Regions from separate parts of the Mus musculus genome. Here all the other regions are linked to region 1. A link is a contact called in public Micro-C and promoter capture Hi-C data. All regions are on one chromosome and are shown on one strand. The core of a region is the stretch at or near the end of the contact, and the rest is flanking DNA. Distances in the headings are between cores, read along the strand shown. Region 1 holds the start of Nkx6-2 (NK6 homeobox 2). Region 2 holds the start of Dpysl4 (dihydropyrimidinase-like 4). Region 3 holds the start of Caly (calcyon neuron-specific vesicular protein). Region 4 holds the start of Stk32c (serine/threonine kinase 32C). Region 5 holds the start of Pwwp2b (PWWP domain containing 2B).

Region 1 (3,605 bases), core at 794-3,293:
CACCTACCCTGTCTCATAGTTCGCCTCTCCGAACGCTGATTCCGAGGACGGGCGCTCTTCCTAGCTGTTCAGGGTCGGCTTGGCACGGTGAGGTGGGAGGTTTCAGGACTTCCCACTCTGCCCGCCTCGTATTTTCCCGCCCCACCCCCATGCTGCTCAGAGCTCTGGGTCCCTCTTCTCTAGAGCTGGCGCCCCTGGCCTCCAGCATGGTCTCCCGCGAGCCCAGAAAAGTCCGTACTCTACCAGGGACTGTACTCCCGATGCTCAGATCCTCGGAGTATACGCGGTCGTAATCGAAGTGGAGCGAAAGCGAGGCCAGGGGCTGGTCTAAGGGCTCGAGGGAAGCAGTCCAGAGATCCCAGGGTACCATCAGAAAGCCCAGACTTTCCAGCGGGCGGTGTGCTCGGTGCTGGAGGGAACTGAGCCTAGCCCCCGCTGCTGCTGCTCGCGCCCAAATGGATCCTGAGAGTGTAGACTCAGACTAGGAAGCCAGTAACTGAAACCTCTAGGCGCTAGGGGCCACTGCGTACGGGAGGATGGGTGAGGATCATACGTGCAAGGTCTTTCAGGTCCTGCAGAAGTCAGCGGGACCACAGCACTTATTTCCAGTTCCCGCCATAAAGTGGCTTTCCAAGCCTTGACCTGATGGAGACGCGTGGCGTAAAGACCCCACACTAACTGTTAAAAAACGAAACTGAACTTCTAAGAGGACCAGCAGCAGTGGACGTTAGGCCCCTACGTGAAGCCTTTAGGATCACTTTTGCCCGTAAGACAGAAACCTTGGAGACCAGGGCAAAAGGGGAAAGTCGTTATTAACAAACTGCACAGGGCCTCTGCTTAAATCGCCAGGACCGGAAACAGTAGATTCTATTTCCACAGGTTGTATCACAATCAGTACTAGGTATTATGAGGTTAACAGTAAGCACTGCTCAAGAGGAGGAAAGAAATAAGCGCCAGCGTGCTACCTTCTCGGATCCTGCTGTGCGCCGCCGCACTAGGTGGCTGCAACTTCAGTTAACTGCCCAACAATTTTATGGAGTGAGAGGCCCCTGTACTAGAAAAGAAATTAAGGCCTAGTGGGCTCTACAGGCCGGGTCTATAGCCAGTGCTCTGTCCGCTAGACTGCAAACGCATACCCAGCCGAAGTCAGTGAGTAAGGTGATCCTTTCGTCCTGGTTCTTGAATTCCAAAACCGCTGCATTCTGGCCCGAGGTCCAGCTTGCCAGAAAGCAATAAGCAGGAGAATTCTGGTCCTGGGCCTCAAAGTCTGGACACGGGTAACCTCCTAGGTGAGTGCCTAATAAGCATAAAAGTTCAAGGGGGACGGCCTAGCCTCTCCCAGATACCCCAACCCAACTTCAAGGATTTCAGAACGGGAGGACAGCATAGGTTGTGTGTGTGTGTGTGTGTGTGGTAGTAAGGTCACCGGTTGCCTGGAGCCATCTAAAGTCAGTGAGTTCAGTTGGCAGAGTTTGGCAGATCTGAGGAAGCCAAATCTATCTGGTCCCTAGAGTCCACCCTTTTTCGTTCAAAATCCACCCAGAAAAGTTATACCCACAAGTTCACAACAGCCCACACCACCACGAGCTGGGAAGGAGAAGGAACCCCAGTACAGGGCTTGGGCCCTGATCCAAGATGGAGTGCCCTGACCTGTGGCGTCCAGCCGTCCCAGGCTCTTCCCTGAACTAAGCATACTGAGCTTGAGCTTTCGGAGTGGATCTTGAAATCTACATTCTTTCGGTCGATAAAATATGTTCTCGTATTTTTTCCTGATTTTCCCATTAAAACCTTTGCCTAACTAAACTCCCATCCAACGGGATTTATTTCATCTCTAGGGAGATAAATCAGGGGGCAAATTTACAGTCCCGGAGGCACCTGCCTCGCTAATGGGCCCTTCATGGAGTGCATGGCCGGCGGGGGCGCGCGCAGACGGGCCGGACGCTGGCCAATGGCCTGGTCGCCAGTGCCTTCAGCCAATCAGCGCGCGCGCCGCGCCCAGGCCCCGCGGTTATCAGTGCGTCCATCCCGCGCGGCGCCGCTCCGACCTGCCCCGGAGCCGCCACTGCCGCTCCCGCCGCCCTTAGTATCCCTGCCTTCTCTCTGACCGCCGCCCATTCAGCGCAACAGCCGTCGGTCCTCTCGCTTTCCCGTAGGGGCCGTCGGCGTTCGTTTGAAACGCGGTCCACCCGTCCCAGCGTAGCCGGCGCTCTTCGGCGCCGCGCGCAAACTTCCCGAGCCGGCGGGTGCGGGCGGTGGCAGCGGGGCCCGGATGGGCGCCCGGGTCGGAGGCGGCGGCGCCCATGGACGCTAACCGCCCGGGTGCGTTTGTGCTGAGCAGCGCGCCTTTAGCCGCGCTGCACAACATGGCTGAGATGAAGACGTCGCTGTTCCCCTACGCGCTGCAGGGCCCGGCGGGCTTCAAGACACCCGCCCTAGGCAGCCTTGGCGCGCAGTTGCCTCTAGGCACTCCGCACGGCATCAGCGACATCCTGGGACGGCCGGTGGGCGCAGCGGGTGGCGGCCTCCTAGGAAGTCTGCCCCGTCTCAACGGGCTCGCCTCGTCTGCAGGTGTCTACTTCGGGCCCGCAGCCGCCGTGGCTCGGGGCTACCCCAAGCCGCTGGCGGAACTGCCTGGGCGCCCGCCCATCTTCTGGCCTGGGGTGGTGCAGGGCTCTCCCTGGAGGGACCCGCGACTGGCCGGCTCCGGTAAGTGGCCCGCGCGGGATTCGGTAAGGAGAGGGGCTGGGCGCGGGCCTCGGACTGCGCTCACTGGCTCTTCTTCGCAGCCCAAGCCGGCGGGGTCCTGGATAAGGATGGCAAGAAGAAACACTCGCGGCCGACTTTCTCCGGCCAGCAGATCTTCGCGCTGGAGAAGACTTTCGAGCAGACCAAGTATTTGGCAGGCCCAGAGCGCGCGCGGCTTGCCTACTCTCTGGGCATGACCGAGAGCCAAGTGAAGGTGAGCTCGAAATGGGCCGGGGTCCAGCAGTATTGAGGCGGGGCCCGGAGTCCGCGTCCTGCGAACGGCCGGCGAGCGGCGGTTCGGCTGCGGCCGGACCGCGGAAAGCGCTGGCGCCAGGCGGGTCCGGAGTGCTGGTCGGGTGAGGCGAGCCTCGGTGCCCGTCTGATGATCCCTCCCCCAAACCCCCAGGTGTGGTTCCAGAATCGGCGGACCAAGTGGCGCAAGCGGCACGCGGCAGAGATGGCGTCGGCTAAAAAGAAGCAAGACTCGGATGCCGAGAAGCTGAAGGTGGGTGGCTCAGACGCGGAGGACGATGACGAATACAACCGGCCCCTGGACCCCAACTCCGATGACGAGAAGATCACGCGGCTTCTCAAAAAGCACAAACCCTCGAACTTGGCGCTCGTTAGCCCGTGTGGTGGCAGCGCGGGGGACGCCTTGTGAGGACGCGGCCAGGCCGGAGAACCCGAGAACCGGGACTCGCGGCATGCCCCGACGCCAGCCGCCCAGCCGCAGTGTGTATATATATTTTTACAGAATAAGTTATAAAGCGGACGTTGGCGCGGCCTTGGCGTGATGGCGGAGTACGGGGTTTGGGCCGATCACTTTGTATAATCAATAAATTATTTAACACGTCCTCGTC
Region 2 (3,605 bases), core at 705-3,204, 500 kb after region 1:
GACAGGGAGCCCTTTGTATACTCCACTGTTTTGACCAACTGCCTAGTGTTGGGCTGAATTCTCAGGGTTCTCCTATTCTGTCATTACCACACAGTCTTCCAAAGGCCTGGCAACTAAGCCCAGCCTACATCACCCAGCCCCCTACCCACACACGATTTTTAAGCTGGTTGGGGGAAACGACGAAAAGAATGACTTGTAAACGTTTTGTGAAATCCACATTGCAGCATCTAGGGATGAGGTTCATAGGTCCATTCCTGTCCATGAAATCACCCTGCCCAGGAGTCCTCAAGCAAGATAGACATGGCATGGCCCCCAAGCTGAATGGACTTCCCATCTGGCCCGTCGTGGAAGTAGCTTGCTGACTCTACTTAGCATGGCTGCAGCTCTTTTACAAACTCTCTCCAAATGTCTGAGTGCTCACTAACCAGTCTCACTGAGCATTGGTATCTACAAAGGCCTACCACAGCCACCCACTTCGTGGGGCTGGTACTCAGGACCACACCCCTCCTCTTCCCCTCTCTGCCTAGCCATTATCAGAAAAATCTAGGATAACTCAGCCCTTAGGAGGAATCTCTGAGCCAGAAATCTTGAGTTCTGGGGGTCCTTATTTAGACTCCTATTTTCAGGCACCAGAATTTGCACTCTGGGGTTCCCCGGATTTGGGGGAGCAAGCAATACTGTGATATACACTATCTAGATGAATGGGAATTCCAGTGAGCCCTCTCTCTTTTCATGAACACTGCTTGACTAGGCAGGAGACTGCTACCTCCATCTCTACTCACTGCCAGCTAGCTGGTGGGACTTTTCCCTCAGGCCTGGACCCCTAGGAACAGTAGGCAGCCAAAAGGCAGGAACTACTTTTGGTTCCTCTAATAGGAGAAGAGGACTCCCCGTAGAAGGCTAGGGAGCTGACCTCTCCAACAGCCTGATTAGACTCCAGAGCTCTTATGATGAGAACAAGTCTAGAGCTTTTTAAAGACCTCCCGGAGCCCGCGACCTGGTCCAGCTGATCCCAGCTCCCTTTCCCTTCCCCCGAGGCTTCCAGCAGCCCCATTGGGAAGGCTTTGTTTCCTGGCCGGCAGGGTGGACACACTGACCTCTCACTTTCTGCGTGTCTGTATTGAGGAGGTCTGTTCTGAAAGGGGGCTCTGTAGGGATGTTGGTTTCAGTGGTCAGTTAGTACTCACCTCTCCGTGGAGTCTCCGAACCCGGCTTCGTGCAGGGGCTCGGGGCCTCCAGGGACATCAGATCTACTAGCCAGGGCTAAATCGCTTTGTCTCGGACAAAGCGCTAGAGACACGAAAGCGGCGCGCCCAGGGGGTAGACGGCCACGGGCTGCTCTGGGAGCAGCTTCGGACGTCCGAGTGCCTTGAGGCCCCGGGGCCAACAAAGGCTGTGTCCGCCGGGCGTCCTGGAGACAGAGCTCCAGGCAATGTCCACTTGAACCCCATCCGCCACACGCTAGACCCAGCAGGAGGCCGGCCACCTATGCTCCGGCTAGCAGGCCGCTCGCGTACCCGGCCTCTCCAAGCGGATCACCGGATTCCGGAGAGCTGGCGGGGCCGCGGGCCTGTGCGCCGACTGCGCAAAGGGTTCCGCGCGGCCTGGAGAGCTCTCTCCGCTGCTGGCGGCGCGCGAAGGAGAGGGCAGAAAAGGTGGCGCTGGGCTGGGGACTGGAGCAGGTGTGGGACTCACGGACAGGGCCGGGAGGGTCGTCCGTTGAGCGTGCAAGCCAAGCCACTCCCGCCGTGGGCAAGGGGCGCAGACGCAGCGAGGGCGGGGGCCCGACTCACCGTTATCCGGGGAATGCTCTTCTTGCCTTGGAAGGACATCCTGATACACGGGCGGGCTGAGTGTCCTCGGTAGGGGCTGCGCGGGCGTGGACGTACCGACGAGGACACGCGCGGAGCTTAGGAAGTCCGAGTGTGAGCTAGCCCGGCTCTGGGCTCCGATTAGCTTATTTGCATCCAGGCCCCGCCCACCGACCGTCATTTGCATCCGGGCCCCTCCCCCTTGCTCCCGTTTGTGCTGGTTTGCTTGGAAATCTTTCCCTTTTCCTTTTCTTTTCCTTCCCTCTCTCCCTCCCTTCCCCAAGAGCATCCTGGAGGCCACAGGCTGGGACCACTGCACCCCGGTCCACCTGTGCGGAGTAGAGAAGGATGACTTACGACCTGTCAGGACCATCACTTATGAAGTTTGCAATCAGGGAATGACAGGAGAAGAGTTACCTGGCCAGCCTGGCCGCACCTAGCCTTGTTCTGTGGTGGCCCGAGGCATCCTAGGCTCCAGGGTTCAAAACTAATTCTCACATCTAGGTGGAGGAGCCAAAATCTAGCCTAGCATCTCTAGCAGAATCCATACATATTCAAGGAATGGTTCCGGGTTGGAGCGCAATCCCCTAGCCTGGTGTGACCGCGGGACTAGGGAGTGGTGATGCCTAGGCCAAACTGTTCCTTGGCAGGTCACACCAGTCTAAGGTAGGAGGTGGGTAGTCATTGAAGTGGCAGAGAGAAACAACCAAGACAAAGATGAAAGGGCTGGACTGGACACTGCCAGGGAAGACCGAAGAGGAGACTCTGTAGAGAAATCCAGGTGGGACCAGGACCGATAGCTAGCCAAGCTTCCTGCCCCAAACCTGAGTCCTACTTCCTTTACCTGCTGAGGCCTGCAGACTGGGGCCACATTGGGCAGGCCCCAGGGACAGGTTGCGTTGGCTGGATCATCTCTGCCTGGCTCTTTGGGGGCCCTGTGGTTCCTGGTGTAGCTCACCAACCTGAGGACTTCTTCAGGCTGTCGGGTGGTGCATCCATCGATAGCTCTTATTTTCCAAGACATCCTCCGCACAGCAGAAGAAAACACCAAGCTTAAGCCCAGCCAGAGGCTTCACAGACATGCAGGGTAGGGCCGGCTATCACAGTGGGAGTAGGATATTTGCAGCCAGGTGACCCCAACCCCTAGCATGAGGCCTGCATGTGGAATGGGGCAGTGCTGCAACCTCTTGGGCCCCCTCGGAGCCCACATAAGCCTTTCTGTACTGATGCTGTCCATAAACAGAGGGTGCTGAAAGCGTTGGGCCAGGCCAGAGGCACCAACTGTCCTGAAGAACCCTGGCGACTTGCCCTCAGGACACAACTTCCACCCCACTCCCAGAAGGCAGGGCAAGAGCTGTGAAGCTGGTGTCTACTCCAAGTGCTGTGGCAGCATCCATGCTGGACCATGATGCATCCATGCTGGACCATGATGCATCCATGCTGGACCATGATGCATCCATGCTGGACCATGATGCATCCATGCTGGACCATGATGTAAGAAGAGGGTCTAAGGACCAGCAAGGACAGCCTATTCTAAAGCCGAGGTTAAGGATTTGGAACAAGCCAGAGGTGTTCTCAGACACACCCCTTAACCCCACAGGACATTAATTGTTGTCATTGTGGAGTCTACAGTGATGGATGGATTTTAAACAAAAGACCCCCACCTTCACATTGTCCACCCAGCCAGTCCTTTAGAACACATTCCTGGACAATGAGTTGCTGTGACACTCTACAGGGGTCATGGGCCTGGCAGTGAGTCTAGACTATACCACCTTTCTTCCCACCTGCCCTGGA
Region 3 (3,605 bases), core at 792-3,291, 500 kb before region 1:
GCCATTCTAGGCTACACAGAGTATTCAAGGCCAATGCTGTCACAAGAGCAGAGAAAAAGAGAAGGGAAAGAGAAACAGAAGAAGAGAGAAGGAGGAGGAGAAGGAAGAGGAGAAAAAGAAGTAGGAGAAGAAGAGGAGGAGGAAGAAGTAAAGATGGGATCTTCAAGTAGGCTCTAATCCAGTATGATCGATGTCCTTTAAGAGTAGATTAGGACACTGACAGATACTCTCTACAGAAGTGGAGGAGCAGGCTTTCAGCAGGACCTTCACCAGCACCTTGATCTCAGAGCTTTGGCCTCCAGAATAGTAAGACTAATTTTAGTCTGTGGCAGTTTGTTATTACAGACTGGCAGGATGATGCCAATGTCGATAATGAGACAATAGCAAATATTGATGAATATGGAGAACCAATAATGGGAACAAAAATAGTACAGCCACTTTGGGTAAAACAGTTTAGCATTTTCTTTAAAAGTTAAATGTTGGGCCTGGAGAAGTGGCAACATTATTAAGGACACTTGATGCTCTTGGATTGGTCCAGAGTTCAGTTCCCAGCACCCATGTTGACAGCTCACCACAGTTGCACTTTCCAGCATCTACCCAAGAGCAATAGAAGCATGTGTCTAACGAAGACTTGGTCAGGAATGTTGTTACATGTCATGCAACAGACACAAAGGAGAACAATTCAGATACCTGTCTGCGGACAAGCCGTGATTCACGACAGCAAGAGGGTTCCAGTCAGGGCTGGAGAGATGGCTCAGCGGTTAAGAGCACTTGACTGTTCTTCTGAAGGTCCTGAGTTCAAATACATGGTGACTCACAACCATCCGTAATAAGATCTGATGCCCTCTTCTGGTGTGTCTGAAGACAGCTACAGTTTACTTTTGTATAATAATAAATAAATCTTTAGGCTGGATTGAGTGGGCTCCACCAGAGTGAGCAGAGGTCCTGAATTCAAATTCCCAGCAACCACATGATGGCTCACAACCATCAGTACAGCTACAGTGTACTCATATACATAAAATAAATAAATAAATCTTTTTTAAGGCGGATTCCAGTCAACAGCAAGACAGAACTGTGAACAGAGAGTACTGCTGCCTCGAGCGGAAGACCAGGAGAAGCACGGCCACTAGAGATGCCCTGTGTGAAGCGAGGCATACTATCAACTAAACATCTGTCCAGTGCCTTCTGCATATTACCATTATTCAGGCACCAGTGACCAAGCAAGACAAGGCCAGTCCTAGGAAAGCTTCCAGCCCAGAAATTCAGACATGGAAAGGCGTCTAGAGGAGCGCCCTCTAGGTCAGAGGCCAACCACAGCTGTCCTGACCCCAGCTTCTATTGTGAGATCTCAGGGGAAGGAACAGGCTCTCCCTTAACCCCTGGAATCCCAGCTGGAGGAGCAGCCAGGGCTCCTCTGGTCTCCTGGTTGCCCCCCTGCAGTGAAGTGACATGAGATGTGAGAACTGGTGTGATGTATGCCTTTGCATGCTGTGTGTGTCAGGGGTGTAAATTGTGTATGAAGTGTGTCTTAGCAATATGTAGCCGGGCAGTGGTGGCGCACGTCTTTAATCCCAGCACTTGGGAGGCAGAGGCGGTGGATTTCTGAGTTTGAGGCCTGGTCTACAGAATGAGTTCCAGGACAGCCAGGGCTACACAGAGAAACCCTGTCTTGAAAAACAAAAAACAAACAAATAAACAAAAATCAACAACAAAAAAAAAGAAAGAAAGAAAGAAAGAAAGAAAGGAAGGAAGGAAGGAAGGAAGGAAGGAAGAAAGAAAGAAAGGAAGGAAGGAAGAAAGAAAGAAAGAAAGCAAGCAATATGTGCGTATGGGAGGGTGAAGTGTGTATCAAGTATGTGAAATGTATTTCGTGGGTGTGTGAAGTGCTTGTGTCAGGTGTGTGAGTGTGATAAGAGACAGTGCAGAGATCTGCCGTGGGAGGGGGTGTGAGGCCACCTGAGCCACAGTGGTCCCTCCTCCAGCCTGCATCTCCATGGCAACCACAGCCTCGCTCTCAGGCTTCAGCCCCTAGCCCGCCCCGCCTGGTGGTGAAGCGCCTGGAACTGCATCCTCCGCATCTACACTGCATCCCTGTCCTCCCGCGACTGCGTCCTGCAGCAACTGCCTGTGAGCCATTTCCACGTTTCTCCTTTTGGAATGGGGACGAGGGGGCCAGCATGTGTGCGTGGGTGTGCAAGGGTGCAGGGATGTGAGAGGTGCGAGGAAGGGGGCGGGTGCAAGAGTGTGTGACTGTGCGTCTGTGGGATGTACGTGCAAAGATATGGGTGTAGGGGTTGAGAGTCTATGTGGGAGTGATTTGACTGATCCGATGTCTGCCAGAGCGGTGGAGCACAGCCATCTCCTTCCTGTGGTCTCCACTAGAAGTCAGGTTGGCCCCGCTGGCTCCGGTGGAGGGTGGTCATTAGACCTCTCGGGACAGTTGGGGGCAGCAGCTCTGCTGGCTTGAGGTGGATGGAAAGGTCCCTAGACCTCAAGGTATGTCGAGAAACCCCTACAGGCCAGTGGCAGCCTGGACATTAGGAAGAATTATGGCTGCTCAGCCTGCACAAACCCCATATGAAGCTGCAAATCCTTATCCTGGGCATAGTAGGGTAGCAGGGGCGGCGGGACAGCTGGACCTCATCTCGCCCAGTTCATGGTGACTGCAGACCCCCTCCTTGTGGGCTGGCTCCACCTCTGCAGGTCTGGGAGAGCCAGTGGGAGCTGTGCATCTCCAAGGTGGCCCAGGGGCAAAACCGTCAGCTCCTGTTCGGGTCTGACTGCTGGGTGCTGGGTGTTAAAAAAGGAAACAGCTCGATGGAGAGAAAGGGATTAGCAGAAGGGGTGTTGCCCAGAACATTGAGCGTTAGGGCCTGATGGGGGTCGCTGAGTGAAGGTTAAAGGATGGTAGGAGGTATGATAGCCATTTGTCTCAAACCACCTGCCGCGGGGCTTGGCTCTAGATGCTGGGCCACAGGTGGCTGGTGAGTGTCGGGAGCCACAAGCAGCTGTGCCCCTCCTCTCTGTCCCTCTTTGCTTGGGCCCCACAGAACAACAGCCGTTCAAACTGGAGGCAAACATCTATGACCTAAAAGGCTTGGGTGCAAGCAGACCAGGGTGGGCACTGCGGCAGCGTCGTAAGAGGAGAGCACGAGCCCCCACCAATGTGCACTTCTGTGTGACGCAGCATGAAAGGGTCCGTGTGAACGTGAGTCTGTGACCTCTAACCCAGCTTTTATGGGTTTTCAAATAAAAATTCGCATCCTCCAATATTTGTCCGTCAGCGTCTTGTTGGTGCATAGACCGTGATCAGAGATACCCGCCCCACCACCCCCGGAGAGCGCTGAAAATGAAAAACAAACTCTCGGGAGACCAAATGACAGAGTGGGATAGAGGGGAGGACCCGTGGATGATGTTAGGAAGTCTTCCCAATTCTAAACCTTTATGACCCCTATCATCTTCCCAGCGGGAACCCCAAAATCCTAGATGGAATCTTCTGGTGTGCTGAGAGAAGGTGAGAGTTGTCCACTCTTGGGATGCGATGTTCTGCCTGACGACGGAGGGCTAGAAATTTGACAGGGAGCGAAAGGCCTGCCTTTGTTGCC
Region 4 (3,605 bases), core at 406-2,905, 390 kb after region 1:
GCAGCAGGAGCAGGAGCAGGAGCAGGAGCAGGAGCAGGAGCAGGAGCAGGAGCAGGAGCAGGAGCAGGAGCAGGAGCAGGAGGAGCAGGAGCAGGAGCAGGAGCAGGAGCAGGAGCAGGAGCAGGAGGAACAGGAGCAGGAGCAGCAGGAGCAGGAGCAGGAGCAGGAGCAGGAGGAACAGGAGCAGGAGCAGGAGCAGGAGCAGGAGCAGGAGCAGGAGCAGGAGCAGGAGCAGGAGCAGCAGGAGCAGGAGCAGGAGCAGCAGGAGCAGGAGCAGCAGGAGCAGGAGCAAGAGCAGGAGCAGGAGCAGGAGGAGCAGGAGCAGGAGCAGGAGCAGGAGCAGGAGCAGGAGCAGGAGCAGGAGCAGGAGCAGGAGCAGGAGCAGGAGCAGGAGGAACAGGAGCAGGAGCAGGAGCAGGAGCAGGAGCAGGAGCAGGAGCAGGAGCAGGAGCAGGAGGAGCAGGAGCAGGAGCAGGAGCAGGAGCAGCAGGAGCAGCAGGAGCAGCAGGAGCAGCAGGAGCAGCAGGAGCAGCAGGAGCAGCAGGAGCAGCAGGAGCAGCAGGAGCAGCAGGAGCAGCAGGAGCAGCAGGAGCAGCAGGAGCAGCAGGAGCAGCAGGAGCAGCAGGAGCAGCAGGAGCAGCAGGAGCAGCAGGAGCAGCAGGAGCAGCAGGAGCAGGAGCAGGAGCAGGAGCAGGAGCAGGAGCAGGAGCAGGAGCAGGAGCAGGAGCAGGAGCAGGAGCAGGAGCAGGAGCAGGAGCAGGAGCAGGAGCAGGAGCAGGAGCAGGAGCAGGAGCAGGAGCAGGAGCAGGAGCAGGAGCAGGAGCAGGAGCAGGAGCGAGACAGAAGGCTTAGCTGAGTTCCAGGCTTCCCAATGTGCAGTGGAGACCCTAGTGAGGACACAAGGCCCTAGATGACTTGTGTCCCTCCCCGGGTCTTTGACGCAAAGCTGTACTAGAGGACTCTATTAGCTGCCCAATAAGCTATACAAAGAGAGGTCAGAGGAGCTAGTCTAGGGTAAAGTACAACCAGGTTTCTGAACAAGAGCATCTGTATGTTAAGGGTCTTAATGTCCACTCTGGGCGGGGCTTGCATGCCAGACTCCGCCCTCCTCCCGCCCTCCTCAGGCGTCCAGATCCCCTGCCGCCTGTGGCCTCAGAGCGGGATAACACCCTGCTGCCACCACAGCTTAGATACTTCTCGACCCCCATTATGCTCACAGCGCAAAACCGCGGCCTAAAGTTTGAGGTTTCTAAAGACAGAGTGGTAGAAATCTGCAATCGACTTTTTCTACGAAGACAGCAGAGGTTGGAAGGCCCAGAGGATTCCCGGTTGCTCGCTAGTCACAACATTCCTGCAGGGCCCCCAAAGGTCTCCGCCGCCCTGTGAAGGAAAGAGTCCTCATTTCTGGCCTCTTGGGCACTTCAAGATAGGAGGGAGGCGACTAGCATCTGTTCTCTCTCGCTTTTATCTCCGTTGCCTTTTCGGTGCAAGGGTCGAGCCTCCGCGAACTAGACCCTTTTCCGCGGGTAGCCCACTCTGTGTGCTGCGCACGGAATCTAATACCAGCCCCGCCCTGGCCCCGCCCCGGTTCCCGACTCCACCCTGAGTCCACCCCTCCGGCCCCGCCCCGCTGCTCGCAATCCGCGGGCGGGTCGGCTGCCCTGGCGAGCCAGAGCAGATACCAGGAGAACGGCCGGCGTTGCCGGCCCTTAGCGCTCTGCTCTCCCAGGGTCGGGCGCGGGCCATGTTCCGGGCTGTGGCCGCTGCGCATACCCAGGCCTGGCGATGAGGAGCGGGGCGGAGAGAAGGGGCAGCAGCGCCGCGGCGCCCCCCAGTTCGCCGCCTCCCGGTCGTGCGCGCCCCGCGGGCTCCGATGTGTCCCCCGCCTTGCCGCCGCCGGCAGCTAGCCAGCCCCGGGCCCGGGACGCCGGAGATGCCCGCGCGCAGCCGCGCCCCCTGTTTCAGTGGAGCAAGTGGAAGAAGAGGATGTCTATGTCGTCCATATCGTCAGGCAGCGCGCGGAGGCCGGTGTTTGACGACAAGGAGGACGGTGAGTGAAACCGCCCACTGGGGACTCCCGGGGACAGCCGGGTACCCGGGCCTCTGGAGACCTCGCGCGCTGTCTCAGGGCGGACGCGGGGGTGGCATTTCTCTGCGTTGGGACGAAGTCGCCACCTGGGTGGGACCACTTCTTGGGGAGTCTGCGTTTCCGGGGAAACTATTGGGCCACGACTGAAGTCCCCATGGCGCGTCCTGTTTCCAGTGACAGCGCAGCGGGTAGATGAGGTTCTGGCTCGCCTTTCGAGGTGAGAGTCGGTGATGGTGGAGGCTCCAGGCTCAGGCGCGACACCGCCCACTAAAGCGCACCGGCACCGCACGTTTTCATTTTCCTTTATGGGTGGTGTGCAGGCTGCGTGGTTACTTTTAATTCCAGGAGATTCTTGCTTGGTGTGCAGTTTGTGAAGAGAGGTGGCTGCCCTACAGGTGGCACAGGGGCTTGGGCCCTTCAGTTTGAGGTGTTCCATCCTTCAAACCCAGAACCTTCACCGGATTATGCTGCACAATCCATCCTTGTCTTTGTGAAAAGACCCGCCCTCGGGGAACTCGTGTTCTTTCTGCAGTGATAGTTGACCTGGAGGACCAGTGTCTCTTGAGTAGCAGCAGGGTAACCTGGTGGGGAGCTGGCGGGGGGGCGGGGAGGTGCCAGGCATTTGGCCCTGCAAGCCCAGCAGCTGGAGCCCTGCTAGGTACAAGGACCCTTGACTTAGCACCTGCTGGATACAGCTTTGGGAGAACTGGGATGGCTTCACATGTAACTTATAGCTTTTCCCTACAGATGCCATGCGGATAATTTTAAATGGTACAGTCATGACACATTTGATGTTTTTTGACATTTTCTTAAAATAGTTAAAATATGCATTTTCATTTGTAGGCAGCCTACAGAGATATGATGGATTTTTATAATTTTAGAACACAGTTCAGCATAGGAGCCCAAGCTACTTATTTCCAATAAATAATTTAAGCATTTAGGAAATTACAATAATCAGAACTCAGGCCAGTGTTGGAGAGCACATGAGGCTACATGCTGGCGTTCCTATTGGAAACGGGAGGCATGAGGCCAGGCCAGTGAGTTCCAGGCCTCTGCTGAGTATGGTCAGCAGGGGAGGGGCATTCAGGTCCATCTGCATCAGGTACATTGTGTTCTGAGGTGGCCGGTCACTGTGCTCTGAACTTGGGGACAACAGGACTCACATGTTAGACTTTTATTTTCAACATCAGTACTCAGAGTTAAAAACCAACCAACCAACCAACTAACCAACCAACCAACCAAAAACAACCAATAAAACTGCCCAGTTGCGAGAAGGAGCCGAGCAGGAAACTGGTTTGCATTGGGTTTCTGGCTACAAGATGAGAGGTCTGGAAAACACATTTGCTTTCAGTACTCGCTGGTGCCAGCTAAGGGCTGGCCATCCTTCCACGTCTCTGAATCATGTCTCCAAGGCAGCAGGGTGGAAACAGAAAGTGATGTAGCACAGGGGCTGGGGGCGTTGGTCTACGTCCATGTTTTCTTCCTCACAGTGTGTTGCCTTGGAACTCAAGGGTTC
Region 5 (3,605 bases), core at 333-2,832, 330 kb after region 1:
GCCACTGCAGAGAAGAGCTGTGATCAGCGACTAAGCTCATGTCTCCAAGGGGTTCTGGTTCTGGTAGACTGTGAGGCACGGACACACATGCATCCTATAGCTGCTGCTTCCCATGTTCAGGATGCCAGCCAGCAGCTAGCTTCTATTCATGAAGGGTGTATGCATCTGCAAGCCAGGTTAGCCATTGACCTCAGGGTAGAGATCCCCCCTATCTCTGTAGACACAGCCACAAGATAGGACTACTCTCAGCCAATCTTATCTTGAGCACTGGAGCCTGAGAACTGGGGAAATGCGGGTCCTCTGCTGCAGACTCTCTAGGGAGAGGCCAGAGCAGGCTGCACAGGTTGAGCAGGGGTGCAGCCAGACCTGCCTAGGGAGGAGAGGGCAGCCATCAGCAGGGTGGGGGATGGCTTGCCTTGGAAGCTTTCAGGTGGCTATTCTGCAGCCCCTGAATGTCACCCCATTATAGGCACTCCCTGTACTAACCAACAAGAGAGGGGCACCAGTCACACGGGAGGCCATATGTTAAGTCACATGACTTGTGCATAAATGGCTTCTGGCACATCTAATGAAGACATAATGTCAGCAGGGTAACTGTCGAAGGAGGAAGGGCTCTGCTCTGTGGTGGGAACCCAGGGAAATCCGGGCTTTAGGAAGGGAAAAAGTTGGGTCTTTGAAAGCAGAGCCCTTTTCTGTTCCTAATTCCAGAATGAAGCCTGGCTGGAGCAGAAGAGTCACAGCCTGATTAATGCCTAATCATTTATCAGGCAGTGACAGCGCAGTGCCATGTGATTCTGGGTTCAGGTGGCTGTTCTGCGCTGCAGAAGCCCCTGCAAAGGGTATACAGGTGGTCTCAGGAGCCAAGCCCAATGCGCCCCTCCAGTAGAGGCACTGGCCCTGGAACTTGTATCTTCCACTCCCCCGCAAGGCGCCTCGCCCACAGCAGTGTTTCTACACCCCGCAGTCTCGCAGCTGGTCTCCACCAGCCACTCCTATAAGCCTTGGGCTTCCCCCCTCTTGTGACAGGTGAGGCCATAGCTTAACTGACCCCCTTAAACGAATCACGATTCTACAAACAGTCGAATTCAACAGTGCGTCTGAACAAAGAAAAGTGCGTTAATTATGGCAGATGTGCGGAGTTTCAGGCAAGGCTTCCCGTGCGTCCCGGCCGGCACCGCAGCCCCTCTGCGGGGCCGCACGCTCTCCTGCCCCGAAAGTCACCGCGACTTTGGGAGAGAGCCACTTTCGCACCCAGACCGGCGGCCAGCTGGCGCGCCTCGAAACCCCGGCCCAGCAGAAACTGAAAGCGGACGCCGGGCTTTGCTGCTCCTCTCGGAGCCTGCATTGGAACCTTGAATCGGTGGAGGAGTGTCCCGGGAGATTCCGAGGAGTCCCGGGCCCGCGACCCTGCCCCGCTCACTTTTTCGTGCAATCCAGCAGGATTCCGGCGAAGCTGCGCTCGCCACAGCTCACGGTGACCACCAGCGCGCCGTTGACGACCTGTTCCACCCGCACCGGCAACCGGCAGCCGGCCCGCGGCTCCATGCTCCCGCCGCCTCCGGAGGCCGCCCCCGCCCGCCACCGCCGCCGCCGCCGCCGCCGCCGGGTCAGCCCCGCGTGACGCCGCCTGACGTCACAAAGCTCTGTGTGCCGGCCGCCACCGCGGAGCTAGGCTGGGGCGCGCGGCCGCGGGCTGCGCTCCCAGGAGCCGGAGGGCGTGGGGCGGTCCGCCCGCAGCGTGCGCCCACAGCCGGCTCTCAAAGCTGGGCTTGCAACGCATTGCGGGGGCCCCACCGGGCGGGGAGAAGGGTTCGTTAATCTTGACGCCACGCAGGCTTGGAATGCCCCCTAGGAGGCCTTGCCAGGAACCGAGGGGTAGCGGGGACACTCCCCGGGTCCAGGCCCTTCCCCCACTCTGCTTCTCTGGGTTCCACCCCGGGCCCCACCTCCTTCCTGATCCTGTCCCGGGGCCACTCCCTGAGCCCGGCGCAGCCTGGGGCCCTTCCCCCATGTAGTCTGGGGGTCCCCTGTCTACCAGTTTGTGCTAGAGGACCCCGGCAGCGTCTTCTACGCACGACTCCTGTGTCCACTTGGTACTTGAAAAAGTCTGTGGACACGTGTATTTGAAGCGAATCAGGCCTGGCAGAGGAGACTCCGGGTGCCGAGGGACACCAATGGGGCCCTTACAAGAGGCCTAGTGTCACCCTCACTACAGGGCTACCTGGCACTGGGCTACCCAGGTGTGCTCGGCGCCTCCTAGGAGACTATAGTGCTCCGGTCTGTTTGAGAACCTCGCAGGGCGCGGGGCTGGCCAGCACTAGTGTTGGCAGGATTATTCTATCCAGAGCTCTTGCGTCTCCTGGGACTACTCGCTGCAGCACTCCTCGCTTAGTGTACAGTATGAAGAGCCACCTCCCATGAGCAAGAGCCAGGCTCCCCGGGCGTGTGCAACCGGGCCCGCGAGGGCAGCCTGGCCATGAGTGGGAGGTGGCGGCGCCCGGCGGACGGCTGACCGCCACCCTAGACCTCCTCCGGTTTCCGCAAGCACTTGCACTCTGAATCCGGATTCGGAATCCATAACTGACTGCCTCCAAGGGTCTGTCACGTTGCAATGACCAATGGCGTCTGTGAATCGGGCCCCTAAGGCTGACTTGCATCGCCATGACCCTGCATTGGAGGCACCAAAAGGGCAGAGAGGTACTGACCACGGATCTACCAGGCCCATGTCCTTTTCAGCTGGGGAGTGGAGTTCTTGCCCTGCTGGGACTTGCTTCAGGGCTGCTACCACTGACGCCGCCAAGGACAGCCGAGGCCGCCCTGGCGCCACTTTACCTTGCCTTAAGGCTACACTAGAGCAGATGAGAAAGTCTGGGCGGAGTCCAGCTGAGGGGCAGTCCCCCTCCCACAAACGTCTGTTTTCCTCACTCCTTCTCTCCAGAGCTGGGTGCTGCAGATTTTGGAGGAAAAAAAAAAAAAAAAACGCTGGCTACAGGAACCATTCCCAGCTCAGTTCCAGGTGGAGGGCTGGTGGGAGGCTGCCCACTCGCTCAACCCAGATACTAAGCATCTGTGCCTGAGTACTGGGGATGCCTGCTCAGTACAGCCTACAGCAGGACATCCCCCTCCCCCCAGCCAGTTCAGTAGCTTCCAAGCTGGGGACATCTATAGTCTGAGCAACTGTGGGGTAGTCCGAAAAAGGCACTTGAGCAAGCAGGTGCCCTTGTTCAGGGACTCCTGGTTGTAGAGGCAATATAGAAGACCTCTTCCGATGTGGGGCATGGACAGAGGGACACCGTGAAAACTGCTAGCTTATTGTGTGGATAAGGAGCTTGCTTCTATTAACTCCCAGATGTCAGCAAGAAGGGTAGTTTGGCTGTGGTAAGGGACAGTGGCTAGGAGGTCTGGAAGTCCGAGAGGCCCAGGAACCTAGGGTTCAGCTTGTGGCGGGAATCTCCTGGGCTGTTGATAAGAGAGTAGAGAGGAGCCGGAGGCCACCTGTGCTGTTTATCATGCCTGCCTGCCAGGTTTGTGCTGTGTTTTTTAGTGTATTTGGAAGCCATTTTAAAAAGCCTGTTCTCTGTTTGGTAGAATAGTTTAACAGCCAG

Evidence for each region. Promoter capture Hi-C pulls out the DNA fragments that hold promoters and counts their contacts. Hi-C and Micro-C count contacts between places; a contact is called where the count stands out from the background.
Region 2: a contact with region 1 is called in a Micro-C map of embryonic stem cells, with 2.3 times the contacts expected there. The contact joins the promoter of Dpysl4 here to the promoter of Nkx6-2 in region 1. A contact is called at or near these places in 15 of 39 promoter capture datasets (the 3T3-L1 cell line, cranial neural crest, embryonic stem cells and 8 more), 5 of 484 Hi-C or Micro-C datasets (the HL-1 cell line, cerebellum and embryonic stem cells), 8 of 115 datasets of contacts at active chromatin or transcription factors (all in embryonic stem cells) and 3 of 9 other capture datasets (adipose tissue, embryonic stem cells and liver).
Region 3: a promoter capture Hi-C map of neural stem cells shows a contact between it and region 1. The contact joins the promoter of Caly here to the promoter of Nkx6-2 in region 1. A contact is called at or near these places in 4 of 39 promoter capture datasets (the 3T3-L1 cell line, neural stem cells, second pharyngeal arch cranial neural crest and 1 more).
Region 4: a Micro-C map of embryonic stem cells shows a contact between it and region 1, with 2.2 times the contacts expected there. The contact joins the promoter of Stk32c here to the promoter of Nkx6-2 in region 1. A contact is called at or near these places in 1 of 39 promoter capture datasets (macrophages), 3 of 484 Hi-C or Micro-C datasets (all in embryonic stem cells), 3 of 115 datasets of contacts at active chromatin or transcription factors (all in embryonic stem cells) and 2 of 9 other capture datasets (embryonic stem cells and liver).
Region 5: a contact with region 1 is called in a Micro-C map of embryonic stem cells, with 2.5 times the contacts expected there. The contact joins the promoter of Pwwp2b here to the promoter of Nkx6-2 in region 1. A contact is called at or near these places in 10 of 39 promoter capture datasets (the 3T3-L1 cell line, cranial neural crest, embryonic stem cells and 5 more), 13 of 484 Hi-C or Micro-C datasets (the C2C12 cell line, cardiomyocytes, cortical neurons and 3 more), 12 of 115 datasets of contacts at active chromatin or transcription factors (astrocytes, bone marrow-derived macrophages, embryonic hindbrain and 3 more) and 2 of 9 other capture datasets (adipose tissue and pancreatic islet).

What each region holds. Positions count from the first base shown.
Region 1 is chr7:139,581,235-139,584,839 of GRCm38.p6, reverse strand. It overlaps Nkx6-2 (NK6 homeobox 2), which reads left to right and starts at 2,043. Exons shown (of 3, transcript NM_183248.3): 1 at 2,043-2,706; 2 at 2,787-2,959; 3 at 3,152-3,605. The coding sequence starts at 2,301. The coding sequence ends at 3,406. It overlaps Gm33031 (a long non-coding RNA gene), which reads right to left and starts at 2,044. Exons shown (of 7, transcript XR_003946896.1): 1 at 1-2,044.
Region 2 is chr7:139,084,350-139,087,954 of GRCm38.p6, reverse strand. It overlaps Dpysl4 (dihydropyrimidinase-like 4), which reads right to left and starts at 1,954. Exons shown (of 14, transcript NM_011993.4): 1 at 1,794-1,954. The coding sequence starts at 1,832.
Region 3 is chr7:140,080,984-140,084,588 of GRCm38.p6, reverse strand. Caly (calcyon neuron-specific vesicular protein) reads left to right here and starts at 2,041. Exons shown (of 5, transcript NM_001190385.1): 1 at 2,041-2,127.
Region 4 is chr7:139,186,544-139,190,148 of GRCm38.p6, reverse strand. Stk32c (serine/threonine kinase 32C) reads left to right here and starts at 1,655. Exons shown (of 12, transcript NM_021302.3): 1 at 1,655-2,050. The coding sequence starts at 1,786.
Region 5 is chr7:139,246,459-139,250,063 of GRCm38.p6, reverse strand. Pwwp2b (PWWP domain containing 2B) reads right to left here and starts at 1,582. Exons shown (of 3, transcript NM_001098636.1): 1 at 1,421-1,582. The coding sequence starts at 1,545.